2 separate regions of the Mus musculus genome follow, and region 2 is linked to region 1. Evidence: chromatin contacts called from public Hi-C data. All regions are on one chromosome and are shown on one strand. Each heading gives the region's core, a stretch centred on a gene start, on an enhancer-like site or on the middle of the called end of the contact. The rest is flanking DNA. Distances are from core to core; before and after follow the strand shown. Region 1 overlaps Gm33782 (a long non-coding RNA gene). Region 2 has its middle 23 kb from the start of Gm46240.

Region 1 (4,296 bases), core at 1,199-3,698:
CTCCTGGATCTGCTAGCTTGCTTGGGGGGATGCAGAAGTCCCACCTATTTCACCCAGTTCATTGGCCACTAGCATCTTTATTGATGGATCAAGAACCAATTGGAGAACAGGACCTTAGCATCAAAACCACCCCTATACCACTGGCAGTAGCCACTCAGCCTTTCAGGTTAGACCCAAGCTGTCTGCATGCAGGTCCATAATAACTTCCATTGACCTGAGACCTTCATTTGATTCTAGAGTCTCTTGATTAAAGTCGCCCTGCCATTTATTATCCAAACTAAGACATTTCTGAGAATAAGGGAGGTGTGTTCATAATTGCAGTGAGCTTGTCAGGCTAATCGAGGACTATTCCCTGCCGATCTGGACATGCAGGCAGGTCTTCCTGGGTCATCCTTGACTCTGACATGTCTTTTGCTGTTTTTTTTAGAAAATTCATGTTTAAAATTTTATACCTGTGTAATGTGGTTTGATCAAATTAAGCCCCGTTCTCTCATCATATCACATTCTTCACACAGAAGTTGTATGTTCTAGTTCCAGTTTGCCCTTTTTTTGTCTTTTTATTCTAGTCAAGTTCTCAATAGTCTGAATTCTGCCCACACACACTGGATGGAAGCAGGTGGTTTCTTGTTGATTCTGTTGTTGTTTTTCTCAGTTTACCAAGTCAAGTGTTGTTTTCTTCTAACACCTGCCCCCAAACCCTTTATATTTTACCAGATTTCTGGAACTCTCAAATCAATGTGATACACACACACACACACACACACACACACACACACACACCAATCAGTGAGTACATTGTTCCCTGATTGACAATACAGACTTAGAGATGGCTCATTCATTTGGTTTACAGCTTCTCAGTGGCTTCAGTCAGCATTCAAAGGTTCTGTTTTGAGCCAGGCATGGTGGCATGTGCTTGTGATTTGGAGTTAGAGGCAGGAATATCGATTGCTGAAAACTCAGGGTCAGCCTGGTCTACATAGTGAGTTTGAAGTCAGCCAGGATATACAGTCATGAGTCCCTGTGTCAAAATAAACAAATAAGAATTTGTTTGTTTACTTTTAGCTTGAATTTGAACCTCAACCAATATGCTGAGGTAGTAAGTTCCTTGGGCCTTAGTTCCAGAGAGTAGAAAATGTGAGGGTAGGTGACATTTTGCCTCAGATGAGAAGAGAGGGTGATATTTTTTCTTGGATGGAGACAGTTTTTTTTTCAGACTCCCAAACTATAACAGGAGAGAGACAGTATTATGGTAATATTTGTATATATCAAAACAGTGCCATAGAGAACAAAAATACTTGGGCAGACTTTATGGGAAGAGTAAAATGAAAGGAAATATAGCAAAAGCTTGTCAGGAGACATGAAGAAAAAGATGCAGTGTATGGGAGACCAGTACTCATAATAACAGTCCTAATGTTGTACCTATACCTGTGAATAAATTATATCGAAAGGCTGTTGATTAGGAGCCATTCAACAGGGCCTGAAGGCATGGCTCAGTGAATTAAGTGTTTGCTGGGTAGGTATGAGGACTAGAGTTCAGATCCCCAGACCTCATGCAAAAGCCAGATGCGGTGATGTATCTGCATAATCAGTGGTGAACAAGACACTCGATCTCAAACAAGGCAGAGATGAGGACTGACATCCAAGGTTGTCCTCTGACCTCTACACACTAAGTATGGATCCCACAGACCCTCATTCACCCATCCACCAATCTGCACCCCACCCCAGCCCCCCAGCCCCCACCCCCACCCACCCACATACACACACACACACACACACACACACACACACACACACATATGAACATGATCACACACATACACCTTGGTGCACATTAGATTACAGATGAAAAACACCATGAGCTAAAGGGAACCATAGCAGATGTCTTATGTTCAGTATGCAGTGACTGCTTGGGACATCAAAATAAGTCTTCGTGTCAGCAAGGCTGACAAACAGCTGTCTTTGCTTCACTCACCAAATGGGACGCTTGCGTTTGTGTCTAACTCTACATCTTTGAAGCCTAACATCATAATCCCAACACATACGCCTCAATTATTTGGATGCATCTATATGGACTCAGCCTTACCTATCTCTCCTCCAATTTCCCATGGTTCAAACCAAATTCAAGAAGACAGATGCAAGTAAAGATCTTGTTTTCCTTTTAAAATTTCTGTGGCACACCTGAAGGAAACTTTAGGTTAAGAACCTACATCCTGGAATGTGTGGTTCATGAATTGGTGCCACCTGGGAGGTAACCATGTAGACAGACTCTCTGGCAGACAGGCAAATGGGGAGAAGAGTCATGCCTACATGATAAAGATAGTAAATTTCTAAGGTGGTAGCTTCTTCCTCACCCTCCTGACCTAAGATAAAAGGCTGGCCCTACTGATGGACTGTTTCACCGAGTTCTAGGTCACATCAGGACTTGTTTACAGAGCAGTTAAAGGCCAACCAGCCATTCTGCTTTTTTTTTTTCAGACTGATCAATTGTTAAATGAAGGAAGGAAGACTCTCCCCAGCCCATGAGAGAAGATGGAAAATTTGGACAGTCCCCTCTCTGCTTCGGGGTGGGCACTTTTTCTGCTGTGTGTTCTGCAGTATGTGAGGTTTTCCTACCCCAGTGAAAGTCTTTCTTCAACTTCTGATTCCTTCTCTGTTTGCCGTGTTCAAGATTTCTCCACTGCTTCCTGCTGGCCCTTTTTCTGCCTCTTTATTCTCTAACAGGCAGAGAAAACATGGGAACAGCAGTCTCTGATGTGCTGACTATGCCACTGTCCTGGTGTGAGAAGAACGTTCTATCGTTACACAGGTCAGGGGAGGCAAGGGCCACAGCTGCCTGTGTTTGCTTCTTTTAATTGGGTTGCTTTTGATTTCCAACTTATTTGACTTGGGTTCCAGATTTGTTTTCCCTGTGTGACACCGACTTGGATGCTATTAACAGGCCCATCTGTTTGCTTTGCTTAAATAAAATGTAAATTGGTTTTTGTTTTCAATTTCAGGTGCTTTTCTGGTGGTCTCTGCTGTTCACCATCTAAGGTGGTTGGGCCATGGTGGTGAATGTTTAGCTGCCAAGAGTAGAGGAATCTAACTATTTGGTCATTTTTCCTTAAATGCATGTGATTTTAGTATTTAAGGAAATTCTCAGTCTTTCATAGATTTTGATTTGCTGGTGGGTGATTTTTATTCCCTTTTTCTGCTACCCCATTCTTTCCTATCCAGGAGCCCCACACTCATTTGTATTCTTATAGTGTGTGTGTGTGTGTGTGTGTGTGTGTGACTCTGTGTGTATGTGTGTATATGAGTGACTGTGTGTGTGCTTATGTGTGTATGCGCATGTTTATATATGCGTGTATTGTCTTTATGTATGTGTGTTTATGTGTGTATATATGTGTTTATATGTGTGTGTCTGTGTGTATGTGTGAATATGAGTGATTGGGTGTGTTTATGTGTGCATGTATGTGTATGTGTATAAATATGTGTGTATATGCGCAAATCTACACAAATCCATCCTTCCTATGAACTGCGTATAATGGTGTGTATACAGTGGAGCTTTTCCAGAGAAAGAGAACCTCAGAGGGCTATGTGGGAGAAATTGTCTCATTATTACGGGGAGGAAATGTTTCCTGTCTGCAACTGGTAAGGGCACTTGGCTTATTTCAGTTCTGGCTTTCTAAAAGTCTCTTAGATCCATCATGGAAAATTAAGCATCAAGGTGTGGCTCACTCTGATATTTTCTGCATCTCCTCAAGTTTCGGGAGCATGCTCGTGAGAGGATATGCTGTCTTTTGTATTTAGGTAGCCATTCTTGGCGAATGCTTCTTCCTGCTCCCTGTAATTCACTTTTATTTTAGAAACTGAATCAGTATAGGAATGACGTTCCTGGAGCTACCATTCGGCGCAGTGTGAGAAGACTCTAAGGGCTCTGATGGGGACTGTGAAGCTGACAGATCGCAGATGTTTCATTCTCACGAAAACTTAACGATCGCCACCTATTTCTAGGTGGGAAGAAAACGTGAGAAGTGTGTTGACTTGGGAAATGTTGGGCCCTTGGTCCTGAGAGATGAGCACCTCTCTCTTAGGCTTGGGATGGGGTGAGACACAGTGCAATTAACCCGGGACTTGTACGATGCGTGTTTGCCCTTGTCCTAAGCAGTCTTTGCTTAATTATAGTTCATCGAAAGACATTAAATCATAGCTTTGCTATACATCATAAACAATTGCGAGGAACCATGGCAGTGCTATAAAATCATTTATAAGATCCAAACCTGGAGAATGGTGTTTAAAAGTTTTAAGGCCAAA
Region 2 (4,296 bases), core at 1,314-3,813, 560 kb after region 1:
ACCTCCCTTTCTCCCTGTCTTCCTCTCTCCCTCCCTCCTTCCCTCTCTCTTCCCCTCTCTCCCTCCCTCATTCCCTCCTTCTCTCTCCCTCTCTCTCTCACTTCCCTCTTTTGTTCTCTTCCTCTCCCCTTCTCTCTCCCACTCCCACCAAGCCAAGTAAAACAAAAACAAGGTAGTTTGGTACCCAAAGAATGGTGCCTGAGACTGATCTCTTGCTTCCACACCTGGGTGCATTTATCTGCACTCACATTCAAAGAGACACCTGCATTTGCACACATATAAACACACATACATATGTACATAATTCTAAATGCAAATATGTATCACAAGATGAGGGAACAAAAAAATCATTCATAAATGTAACATTATACAGGAATGAAAATGAATAAGCCATAACTCCATATAATATAAGTGAATCACAGCTATAATTGAGAATCAAGAAAAATCTCAGAAGTTAGATAGAACATAATAGCCCCCCTTAAAAAAATACAGAAACAGCTCAGCACAAAAATATTGCTTAAGTATATGCTATACATAATAACATAGTAGTATTAAAAAGTAAGATTCTTAGCTCAGTCTCCTATAAGAAAATGCTATGGTTGTTGGAGCTTACAAAACCTATAAATACATACTTGACAGTTCTAGAGGCTGGAAGTCTAAGATTACAGGGCCAGCATGATTGTGGTTGGCCTCCAGTGCAGGCCCTCCTCTGTGTCAGATGGGTGGCTTCTTTCTGTGTTCACACATGGGTACGAGCTCAAAGGGTAGGCAAGCTCTCCCACGATCCTCTTAGGGCACCGACTTCTATTCACCCTCCATTCATGATCACAATGAATAGGAATTATCTCCCCAGGATTTCATCTCAGAATAACCCCAGGTGGGATTTCAACATCTTGGAAAGTCCATAAACCCAAGGGAATAAAAATAAAAAGGCAGGATGACATCAAACTTATAGGAAGACAAATTGAGGAGTGTCTTAGGGTTTCTATTCCTGTGAAGAGACTCCATGACCAAAGCGACTATTATAAAGGACAACATTTAATTGGGGCTGGCTTACAGGTTCAGAGGTTCAGTGCTTTATCATGAAGGCTAGAAGCATGGCAGCATCCAGGCAAGCTTGGTGCTGGAGGAGCCGAGAGTTCTACATCTTGATCCATCTGCATCCAGAAGACGACTGTCTTCCAGGCAGTTAGGAGGACAGTCTCAAAGCCCACCCTGTACAGAGACACTCTTCTTCTAACAAGGCCACACCTCCTTATAGTGCCATCCCCAGGGACAACTATATTCAAACCACGATGGGAAGGAACCCAGATCTTTGCAAAATGTTACCAGTGACATCACCAAATAATTGGCACGGAACTGGCCTCATAAATACTCGTGAAAAAAATGGATGCATAATTAATTAAAGTAAGTGTGACAGAAGGTGCATGGAATCTGTGCATGCTCATGATCTATGAAAACGAGAACTTGAACAAATAATTTTGTATGGAGAGTTTGTAGTCTACTGCCAACGATTGATGCTCATTGACACAGTATAGAGTGATATGGTAGACAACTCTTAAGTCTATACTAACTGAAAAGGATAGACAGAAATATTCCTTCTCATGGGTGACAGTTGACATTTCAGTAATATAATGTATGAATCTCTCCGCCCAAAGGAGTGGGGTCTGCTAATGTGTCCACCAACTTCCATCCTGTTAAGCTTGGACCTTGTCCATGATGGTCACTTTGTCTCTGGTGACTTTATGCCACACCTCCATGATGATTTTTCTCCTGTTTTCATCCTGTTAGAATGCAGTTACTGCATTCTACATTCTGCCATTTTGATGGCATCCATAGCTGCCTAAATTGGGGGGGGGGTGTCTGTCATTTACTTCACATAACTTTATACATCTTGATTCAAACAGTTTAAAATTTAAGACTTGAAGCCTGAAACCCTATTTCCATAAAGTAGTTGTGTTCTTCATGAATATAATTCAGACAGTGTGGTCTCCTTTGATCACTGACAAAACTCAGCACATTCAACTGAGGCTCCAAAAGTGTTATCTTCCATATATATCCTTGTATACAGATGTATTGGGATGGAGTGATTCCCGCAGATACAGGTTAGACTAGGAATATGTTTATATGCTTTGCTCAAACATCTGTGTTGACAGAAAAGCAGTTTTCCTATCTTTGGGTCTTTCATACAAATTGATTGATTTTCTGAAAATGACCTATTTCATGCAGAAGATATTGCTCAGTTGCTTCCTCGGCACATAGGTTGGATGCCCAGGATCTCATAAACCAGATGTGTCTCAGGACACTGCCTGATGTCTCCAGACTCAGAAGTGGGTAAGTGGGCAGGGAATGCTGAGATTCGAGATCATCTTCTGCTTAAAAACAAGCTTGAGTTTGATGCCAGGATGGGAAATGTAAGGCCCTATCTCAAAGAAAGAAAAACAAAATCTCCATAATATTTTAAAATCTCATCACAAAAAAAACATTCAAACTTCAGGGCAGAAGTGATTGCTTACCAATGTTCAGCCTTGCCAGTCTCTCAGAGCTAGGCAGTAAATATTTGTTGAATGAATGACTGTCCTCCCATTAAGCAATGAGGCTGCTTTAGCAATCAGACCCCTTAAATGGCATTATTTACTTGCTGAAAATGTGTTTTCCATATTGGCTAAGTTGTTTAATTTACATAGGCCTGTTGCCATACTGCTCTGTCACAGATCAACTGCAGAGCACACCCATCTCTTTTCTGACCTCCTTCTCACATCTAGACATGTTGAAAAGCAAACCCAGCTGTATCCATTTTGATTTAACAGCTCAGCCCTGCCCCGCCCCACCCTGCCCCTCTACCTTTAAATTGCAATTCTTTGATTTTCAATGCAGAGTTGACATGCCCCAGCCTGGTCTGTGATTCCACAAACGCTTTAGCTTTAGGTTATAAAGCAGACTCAAGTGGAGTCTTGTCTGCTTGTTTACTGGACTGTTTTAGAGACTGTTCAAATCCAAATGGCCGGGGGTGGGGGTGGGGGGAGATGGAAATTTAATGTGTTTCAGGCTTCGGTGCCTGAAGGTAAGGCAGACATTGGGTTTACCACTGCAGGTGAGCAGAAAAGACCTTTGAGCCTGAGCTATCCAGGTTTACCCCAGCAAATATATATCATACTCAAATGACAGGTTTTCTGTCAAATACTGAATGAGACACACCCACTCAGGAAAGTTGAGCAATTCTTTGCTTGTTCAATACTTTAATCCTCAGCTCAGTTAAACAGAAGCTCCAGCACACAGGACAGAAAGTACAGCAAACATCGGGCATGCCAAACACGACGGGACCTTTGCTGGCATTAACTCTGCCCTTTACTTCACCACTCCCCACTGGAAGAACAAGTTTGAAATTTTTTTTCTCTTGCCCTGGAAGCTGTTATTCTTATGACAAAAGACTGAGATCAATCACTATGCCAGCTCCACATCAGTCATTTGAAAGCATGACACAAGGGCAGGAATTACATTGAAATTTTAACATGTAAAGTGGTGGTAATGTGAAGGAATTGGTACTTGTTGACTATCCAAGAAAGGTTGATGCACCGTAATTCATTCGTAATTATTTATGAACACAAATCAGAGAGTTTTGAGTTGGGCTCTCTGTTAGCCATGGAAAGGAAAGAAAATGAAATCTCTTAAGAAGTCTGCAAAGAGCTGGGGAGATGGCTCAGTGGGTAAGTTGCCTACAGTACAAACATAGAGACCTAAGAAGAATCCATATGAAGAAGCCCAGAGCGGTGGAGACAGGCAGATGCCTGTGCCTCATAAGCTAGTCTACCTAACCTAGTCAGTCAGTCCCCGGTCAGTGAGAGACTGTCTCATAAAGTAGACAGCTTCTGAGGTGTAATATCTGAGGCTTTCCTCTATCTTTCCCATTCGAATACATGTAAAATCGAAAAAGAAAAATGCCAAACATGCACAATTCAACAGGTTCACATAGGTCAATATAATACCCATGATAGATACAGGTAGCATCATGGGATGAGCATGTAATAAATTTTGTGTCATTGTGTTGTCATTGGGTCTCAGTAATGTTTCCTTATGTCCTGGTCCTGGTTAGTTGTTTTTTTGTTTGTTTGTTTGTTTTCTGTCAACTACACACAACCTGGATTCCCCAGAGAAGGGGAATTTTCAATCGAAACTTTGCCGTGATCAGACTGGCCTGTGAGCATGTCTGTGGTGGACATTTTCCCAGCTGTTGACTTATAAGGAAGGGCCCAGCCTGTTATGAGAAGCACCAGCTCTCAGCAACTGGTCCCTGGA

What was found. Hi-C and Micro-C count contacts between places; a contact is called where the count stands out from the background.
Region 2: a contact with region 1 is called in a Hi-C map of liver, with 3 times the contacts expected there. The contact joins two enhancer-like sites. A contact is called at or near these places in 2 of 484 Hi-C or Micro-C datasets (liver and muscle stem cells) and 3 of 115 datasets of contacts at active chromatin or transcription factors (bone marrow-derived dendritic cells, large pre-B cells and regulatory T cells).

Annotation. Positions count from the first base shown.
Region 1 is chr10:96,359,538-96,363,833 of GRCm38.p6, forward strand. Gm33782 (a long non-coding RNA gene) reads left to right here. Exons shown (of 4, transcript XR_871978.2): 4 at 2,476-2,990. Among named protein-coding and RNA genes, the nearest start is that of Gm33782, 53 kb to the left of the region's middle. Within about 2 kb of position 2,449, at least 10 of the 459 cell types and tissues checked have an H3K27ac peak or open chromatin away from gene starts, as enhancers often do. A contact at or near this core is called in liver, where this site is marked.
Region 2 is chr10:96,921,703-96,925,998 of GRCm38.p6, forward strand. No RefSeq gene overlaps it. Among named protein-coding and RNA genes, the nearest start is that of Gm46240, 23 kb to the left of the region's middle. Within about 2 kb of position 2,564, at least 26 of the 459 cell types and tissues checked have an H3K27ac peak or open chromatin away from gene starts, as enhancers often do. A contact at or near this core is called in liver, where this site is marked.